2 separate regions of the Pan troglodytes genome follow, and region 1 is linked to region 2. A link is a contact called in public Hi-C data. All regions are on one chromosome and are shown on one strand. Each heading gives the region's core, a stretch centred on a gene start, on an enhancer-like site or on the middle of the called end of the contact. The rest is flanking DNA. Distances are from core to core; before and after follow the strand shown. Region 1 holds the start of STOML2 (stomatin like 2). Region 2 overlaps RUSC2 (RUN and SH3 domain containing 2).

Region 1 (4,229 bases), core at 464-2,963, 450 kb after region 2:
GTTATGCCAGCGTTGCCTCCCTGTCCTGGGCAGGGGCCACTTATTATTTTATTTATTTTTAATTTATAATTTATTCAAATTGGATTGCCTTGGTAACCTCCCACACCTGATAATTGGCATCACTCCTCCCCGCTTCCCACTCTCAGATATTGCTCCAACCTCAGGAGTTGAAGAGGCTTATGCGGTGGGGGCAGGAGGAGAACTGCTCTCCCTCAGCTGAGGGAAGAGGGGCTATTCCAGAGGGACTGAGTCAGTAGCCAAAGACTCAGCTTCCCCTGTCCTTCCCCTAGTCCCTTCACTTCCCCTACCCTCTGACCTATCTCTGAAAGCCAAGTTATGCGTATGTGTGTGTGCACAAGCTTGTCTTTGTGTGGTATGTGTTTGTGAGTGTGCATGTATGCACACACACAGGGGTTAACCACCCCTCACCTAGGGCTCCAGACTCCAATTGTCCCTCTCCTCCTACCTGTGTCTCCTTGCTTTGGGGTCCTGACTGAAGAAGGTGTCCAGGGGGCAGAGTCAGGGCCAAGCACTGGGGTGCCTCCTCTCACCTGGCCAGACTCTGACCCACCTACCTCAGCTGGGGTGAGGGGCACCCCTCAAACTCAGTCATGTGGTTCCAAACTACCCCATTCCCCACTCCAGACTCTGACCCAGCCTCAGTCCCAACTCCTGGGGCTGGGCTGAGGGGAACAAGCATTTGCTGAAACTTGAAAAAACAAAGCAAATCAAAAACAGGAAAAAATTGTACCTGGTACTTTTTTTTAGAAAAAAAGATTAAAACAGAAAGAATAAATTCTTGTTGGAAACTTGAACTAAGCTCTACTTTTGTTGTTGTTGTTGGGGAGAGGGTGTGAAGGGGGATGGAGGGCCTTCCTGGAGCTGGGACTCAGCCCTTTCTACCAGAGAGGCAACAGGCCTGGGCCCATGAGGTCTTAGGCTAGTCCCTGCTGATTCCTGGGGCCTGGTTTTTCTCCTTTCGGAGGGGTTGGTGGGTAAAGTTCAGCCGTAGAAGCTGAACTCTGAATTGTAGATCAGGATTCTAATACTGGTTCTATTAATGACTTTAGCCCCTCAGAACTTCAGTGCCCTCATATGTAAAATGGAGGTGACTACGGAGGTCTCTTGACTACCAGAGCATTAGGGATGTGGGCAAGGTGACATGCTCCAGACAAGGTTGAACGTTGAGGCTGTTTGCTGGACTCTGTATTTAAGACCGGGCATAACAAACCTTGCTTGGGAAGACAGGGAAGGAGCTGCAGTGTCTTTGAGGAAAGAAGGGAGGGGAAAATCTCGGCCCAATCGCCAGGCAATGTTAGGCCCAGTTTCCATGGCAACAGGATTGGGGTCAGTCCCCAGTGGGAGTCCTGGGCACAACACAGCAGGACTACCAGAGAATATCACTATGGCAACCATGGCAACGAGTCAGCTCCAATCCACTAGTCGCTATGGTGACAGATGGGGGCGATTCTACGCTCTGGTGGGCAAACTTGAGTCTCGGGTGAGGACGAAGAATTCAGTGCGTGGTGTCTGAGTGATAATGCCCGCGAAAAATAGCCTCCATTTTGGCCATCAGGCCGGGGATCTTCGGCGTGAACAGCTAAACCCAGAACAACCACAGCCTTCGCCCTTCTCTAGAAGGTCTGCGTTTCCCAGGGAACAACTTGACGCGCCGTTAGACCAAGTAACGCTGATTGGGTGAGTGTTGAAGGGGTGGGAGGCAACGGCCGGAAGTACATCCGGGGGAGCGGAACTGCAAGAGGAAAGGCTCGGGTAGGCTTCTGGGAGCGACGGCTCCGCTTGTCTCGTTGGTTCCGGAGGTCGCTGCGGCGGTGGGAAATGCTGGCGCGCGCGGCGCGGGGCACTGGGGCCCTTTTGCTGAGGGTGAGAGCGAGGCAACCTTTCCAGAGGGTCGGGACAGAGATTACCTGGGTTCTTCGCTGGAAAAGAGCGAAATTCCAACTGTTGGAGAGGACTGGGGTCAGAGGTCATGGTCCCCATGTGATTCTCTCTCCGAGGATCCTGAGGGTCATGGTTTATGGAGATGCCTTCAGGACCGAGGGGCGGCGTGTCTGGCCAGATGGGATCTCTGCTCACCCTCTTCTTTCCTTCAGGGCTCTCTACTGGCTTCTGGCCGCGCTCCGCGCCGCGCCTCCTCTGGATTGCCCCGAAACACCGTGGTACTGTTCGTGCCGCAGCAGGAGGCCTGGGTGGTGGAGCGAATGGGCCGATTCCACCGGATCCTGGAGCCTGTGAGAAACCTCTTCTGCCCACCCTGGGCTAGCCAGATGACCAATCCCTCACGACATGCAATGTCGGGAGGACCTCCTTTGGGCCTGCCCGCACTGTTAGCTCCCGACTCTGTAGGCCAGACCTGACAGGGCCCAGGCTGCTGACCATCATCCCCATGTTACCACCTTTTCCTATGCATCTCACAGGCCCCATTCTTGGGAATCTCCCCTGCCCACTCTCAGCCCTACCTCTCAGTCTGCATAGAGATGGCTATTCTGCTGGCTCCGATTCTCATGACTCTCCTCTCCATTCAGGGGCCTAGTCTTGCATTCCTGTTCTCTTGGGTTTTCTTACCAGTGACACCTCAGCCTTCTGAGGACTTATTTCTTGGTAGGAGCTGCTGCTTTTCTGGGCATGTTCCATGTGTTGACTCCCTACATACTCCAGGACTAGCTTAGGTCCCAACCCAATAGTTCCCAGCCTTCTGAGGACCCATGACTCCTCTTTCCAGGGTTTGAACATCCTCATCCCTGTGTTAGACCGGATCCGATATGTGCAGAGTCTCAAGGAAATTGTCATCAATGTGCCTGAGCAGTCGGCTGTGACTCTCGGTGAGGGGTTCAGGGTGACATGGGTGCTCTGAGGCTATTAGGATGTGGTTGCTGTAGATCCAGAGCTTAGTAGAAAGAACTGGTTGGGACCTAGAGGCCTGACTTTCCCCGTTTTCTCTCCTGGTTCTACAGACAATGTAACTCTGCAAATTGATGGAGTCCTTTACCTGCGCATCATGGACCCTTACAAGGTACCTGTCCCCTACTTTATCCAGCCTTTTCAGTTGCCCTCTTCACTAAAATCTTGTGCCCAAGCTTCTTACACTATCCGTGTCCATCTCAGGCAAGCTACGGTGTGGAGGACCCTGAGTATGCCGTCACCCAGCTAGCTCAAACAACCATGAGATCAGAGCTCGGCAAACTCTCTCTGGACAAAGTCTTCCGGGTAAGCAGATCTGAGCCAGAGTTAGGGTTTGAAGACACAAACCTGACACTCTTAATCTTTTCTGAAGGTCAAGATCAGTCCCAGGCCCTTCTCAGTGTAGGCCCTTGATAGGTAGGTTGAGGCTGTGGGGCTTACACCTCTTTTTCCAGGAACGGGAGTCCCTGAATGCCAGCATTGTGGATGCCATCAACCAAGCTGCTGACTGCTGGGGTATCCGCTGCCTCCGTTATGAGATCAAGGATATCCATGTGCCACCCCGGGTGAAAGAGTCTATGCAGATGCAGGTGGGGGCCAAGGAGGGGTGGGAAAAGGACCTCAGGGTGCTCCAGTCCCAGGAGGATCCAGACTTCCCTCCTGTTACAATGGGTAGAGTTGCATGTCTGTATGAGTCTCCCTTGGCTTGTTGATTGGGATTGTTGTGGGCTTCCAGGTGGAGGCAGAGCGGCGGAAACGGGCCACAGTTCTAGAGTCTGAGGGGACCCGAGAGTCGGCCATCAATGTGGCAGAAGGGAAGAAACAGGCCCAGATCCTGGCCTCCGAAGCAGAAAAGGCTGAACAGATAAATCAGGCAGCAGGTCAGGAGAGGGTAGAGGCTGAGGGAGGAGCAAGGCATGGGCCTTTGAAGATTGGTGCTGGGGCAGGATCTTTGGGGTACTTTGACTTCATGGGTCAAGCAAGCTCTGTCCCTTCTCTTGCAGGAGAGGCCAGTGCAGTTCTGGCGAAGGCCAAGGCTAAAGCTGAAGCTATTCGAATCCTGGCTGCAGCTCTGACACAACATGTGAGAGGCCCCTGGGTGGGAATGGGGACAGGAATTGACAGTGGAAGGGGTTCTCTTATCTACGCTTGAGGAGAGTTCCGCCTCTGTGGGCTCTGTTGAGCCAGATTACATGGTCCTTTTTATTGTGAACTGCTTTCTTCATTCCCCATCCACCCCTTCTCCGTATTGGTGATCTCTGATTTTTATCCCCCTGTGATCACAGAATGGAGATGCAGCAGCTTCA
Region 2 (3,846 bases), core at 311-2,810:
CCATGCTGCCCTCACCACCTCCCCGGGCCAGGCTCTCTGCTCGGCTGAGGCCAGATCGCCAGGAGCCCAGAGGCGGCAAGCTTCCTGTTCCATGGAGCCGGTACTCAGTCAAGGTCAGTATCTTCTGATCCTCCTTCTGCGGCTGCTGGGAGGTGGCAGGCCGGACAGCAGGAGGACAGGAGTGGCTCCATGGGGGCAGGCTTTCTGTGGCTGTGGGCTGCTCTGGGGGAGGGGAGCACGAAGTGGAGGCAGAAGAGTCAGTGCTGGGCCCAAAGGGGCCAACACTCCGGATGGGGGAGTAGCTGCCCAGGGGCGATGGCCGAGAGGTCTCTGGCTCAGACCCAGCTTTCCTGGCACCTCTGCCAGTGGCTCGGGGAGTGGATGCCTGCGGTTCCCCTGAGGGAGCTGGGACTGAGACTTGAGCAGCAGGGGCAGCCAGTGGGGCAGGCTGCTGTGTACGGCTGCAGCCTGAGAGGCTGTAGAGCTGGGAAAGGCTGTGGAGGGCCCGGGCCTTGGCCAGCTGCTTGGGGAAGTGGTGCTGGAACACGAAGGGCTGGATGGGCAGCGTGGTTGGCCTCTGTTCCTTGCTGTAGCGAAGGACTGGTCGGCTTTCAGTGCCACCCCCTGTAGCAAAGGGATGGAGAAGAAATCAGTAGACAGACACTGAAACCCATATGAGAGAAAACCCAGAAGCAGAGATGGGAGAGGGGAGAGGGGCAGGGACCTGGCTGGCAGGAATTGAATGGGGTAGAAGTTCGTGGAATGGGACACTGCTCCCCTCTTTTGTAAAACGCTTCCTATTGCTTTTATGGTGCTGGACTGTCTTGTACCTCTCTGCTGTTCAGTCCCTCTTCATTTTCTTGACTCCAAAGGTGAGTGTATCTTAAGGCTCAACTCTTGCATCTCACCTTACACTTTATTTCTTGAGAAGTTTGAGTTCAGACTTCTACGGGATGACTCCCAAACCCACAGCTTTAGCCTGGACCTTCCTCTTCATCTCCAGATCATTCTGCTTTATAGTTCTGCTTTCACTTAAAATGTGCTATAACCGCTTATCCATCACCTTTCTCCTTTTTTCCAATGACTTCCATTTCTGTCAATGGCAGAACCATTTTCTTTGTTTCTAAGTCTTGGAGTCACAGTCACACACATTTTCAGTGATGAAAATGTTTCAGATGTTATTGACTTCAAGCTTTTGCTCATTATCCCATCTCCAATCATGCCAGCACATTTCATTGCTGAGCATATCGAACCATAGTAAGATATTTCTTTACTTGCAGCCTACCTGTTATCTGTATCTACCCCCACTCCCACTCTTTTCACGATCCTGGCATTGGAACCTCAGAGTCCACATTTGCTCCCCCTGAACGGAGGTATGTTCCCCAAGGCTGGGCCTCTCCTGTTCTTTCAGGCAGTCTTCAGGTCAATGTCCTTCAAAACGTGGTGCTCAGAACTAAACACAAAACTCCAGGACACTGGAGTGCGACAGTGGATGGACTGCACTTCCAACAAAACACTGTAGATCTCCGAATAAACGTAAGATGGCGCTATAAGCACGCACCCGGTCTAAAGCCCTGGTGAAAGCTCACCAGCAGGGGGGCTCAGTAGCTCTGCGAGGCGGGAATTAGTTCTCTTACTTGACATATTAGGAAATGTGAAATGTAGACAGATTAAAGCACTTGCTCAAGGTCAAATAACTAGGAAGTGGCAGAGCTAGAATTCTGCCTAACCCAGAGTCTGATTTCAGAGCCACTGTTCTTTTTACCACATTGTACTACATGTGAAATTGTATCAGGCCAGGTTTTCCTATCCCTCATCTTATTTACATCAAAGAGTCAGAGGGGATGGGGACCACAATCCCATTAGGGAGGTGCTTCTGAATCACTCCCAGAGGACACTTTCAAGCTCCACCCTCCTGCTATCCCCAGTCACTGCTTACACAAACGCTGCATTCTCCCTGGCCCACTGTGCTCCAGCCACACTTCCCCGTCCTTAAACACACCAGATGCATGAACATCCCCAGGCCTTTTGCACCTGCTTTTCTTTCTGTCTGAATCTTCTCACCATTCAGGCATCAGCTCAAATATCACCCCCTCAATAAGACCTTCTCTGACTACCTCAGCCCCTCTGGCAAGTTGCTCTCTATCCCATTACCCTGTTTCATTTTCTTTTCAGCATTGTTGAACTTTCCAGCAATTAAAAGTTGTCCTTTTAATGTGTTTATTGTCCATTACTACTCCTAAGAGCTCCAGAAAAGTGGGGATTTTATATTGTTCACTGCTGGATCCATAATGCCTGGAACAGAGGCTGGCACACAGTATGCAGTGAAAAACGATCTGTTAAATGAGGGAATCTCCACGGTCACTCTTGATTCAAGCCAGTCTCACTACAACCAGAAGCTTCTTACATACACCAACTAGCTTCTGAGATACAAACTTTATCTCCCAGAATAAAGTCTAATCTTCTCAGTGAGCTAGTTGCCCACACCTGCTATGAGCTAGGCTGCTCTCCCTTCAGACTTCCACACCTGCCCCCACTGACCCTACTCTTCCCAGTCCATCCCTGTCATGAAGCCCACTGCTTTTCCCATCAGGAATGTGTTCTTCCTTTCCGCCTATTTAAGTATCAGTTTTCAAGGCTGAGCTGACTCTGGCTATCGGATTAGGTCATCCCAACCACAGCATTATTATACCCCCTATACAAAGTATGTCTGAATTAGACTGCTTATTCCTACCCTTTTAAAACTCCTCTCTGCTAAGTTCCCAGGATACAGACTGAGGCAGAGGAATAAGATCAGGTAAGAAGGGGGCCCCTGTGGGGAATGGGTCTTAGTTCTACCCTCAGGGAATACACAGAATAAGTTTTCTCACTTTTCTATGTGACATTCGTTAAGAAAACCAGAGACAGAGACCGTATTCACCCGAGTCAGTTTTTCTCTAGGTTAAATAGCCCCAGTCCCCCAGTTCCTCAGTTCCTTCTTAAGATGTGGTGCCCAGAACTCAATGGAATACCACTGAGCACTCACTGGTTCGGAGGAGTGAGAGACTATCCACTCTTTCTTTCTGGAGTCTATGAATGAATCCCGTCATCTTAACTTTTTGGAAGCTCTACCAACTGCTGACTCATTCTGAGTTTGCAATCAAATATCCCAAATCAACTCAAGTGCAGGTTACATATCAAACTTCACACTGGTCTCTGCTTTATTAGTTTTGTTCTTTCAAGATTCAGTAAGATCCCTTTAAATCTTGATTCTGCTGCTCAGTATCTCAAAGAGCCGTCTCAGCTGCCTTTTTTATTTTTATTTTTTAATTTACTTTTTTTTGAGACAGAGTCTTACTTTGTCACCCATGCTGGAGTGCAGTGGCGTGATCTCAGCTTACTGCAACCTCCGCCTCCCAGGTTCAAGCGATTATTGTGCCTCAGCCTCCCGGGTAGCTGGGACTACAGGCGTGCGCCACCATGCCTAGCTAATTTTTGTATTTTTAGTAGAGATGGGGTTTCTCCATGTTGGCCAGGCTGGTCTCGAACTCCTGGCCTCAAATGATTTGCCCACCTCAGCCTCCCAAAGTGCTGGGATTACAGGCATGAGCCACCACACCTGGCCTACTTTAATTTTTTTTAGAGACAGGATCTCACTTTTTGCCCAGGCTGGGATGCAGTGGTGCAATCACAGCTCACTGTGCCTCAAACTCCTGGGCTCAGGTGATCCTCCTGCCTCAGCCTCCCGAGTAGCTAGGACTACAGGCATGTGCCACCACTCCCAGCTATTTAAAAATTTTTTTTTCTGTAGACACAGGGTCTCACTATATTGCCCAGGCTAGTCTCAAACCCCTGGCTTCAAGTGAT

The links. A called contact is a pair of places that touch in the nucleus more often than the background predicts.
Region 1: a Hi-C map of stem cell-derived neural progenitor cells shows a contact between it and region 2, with 2.6 times the contacts expected there. The contact joins the promoter of STOML2 here to the enhancer-like site in region 2. A contact is called at or near these places in 2 of 7 Hi-C or Micro-C datasets (induced pluripotent stem cells and stem cell-derived neural progenitor cells) and 1 of 1 datasets of contacts at active chromatin or transcription factors (stem cell-derived excitatory neurons).

Annotation. Positions count from the first base shown.
Region 1 is chr11:80,881,646-80,885,874 of NHGRI_mPanTro3-v2.0_pri, forward strand. It overlaps STOML2 (stomatin like 2), which reads left to right and starts at 1,714. Exons shown (of 10, transcript XM_520553.7): 1 at 1,714-1,884; 2 at 2,115-2,252; 3 at 2,744-2,843; 4 at 2,976-3,034; 5 at 3,127-3,228; 6 at 3,378-3,512; 7 at 3,659-3,803; 8 at 3,927-4,006; 9 at 4,209-4,229. The coding sequence starts at 1,840. It overlaps ATOSB (atos homolog B), which reads left to right. Exons shown (of 9, transcript XM_009456558.4): 9 at 1-815.
Region 2 is chr11:80,430,796-80,434,641 of NHGRI_mPanTro3-v2.0_pri, forward strand. RUSC2 (RUN and SH3 domain containing 2) reads right to left here. Exons shown (of 11, transcript XM_024345625.2): 2 at 1-624. The coding sequence starts at 4. Among named protein-coding and RNA genes, the nearest start is that of CIMIP2B, 14 kb to the left of the region's middle. Within about 2 kb of position 1,561, at least 8 of the 24 cell types and tissues checked have an H3K27ac peak or open chromatin away from gene starts, as enhancers often do. A contact at or near this core is called in induced pluripotent stem cells and stem cell-derived neural progenitor cells, where this site is marked.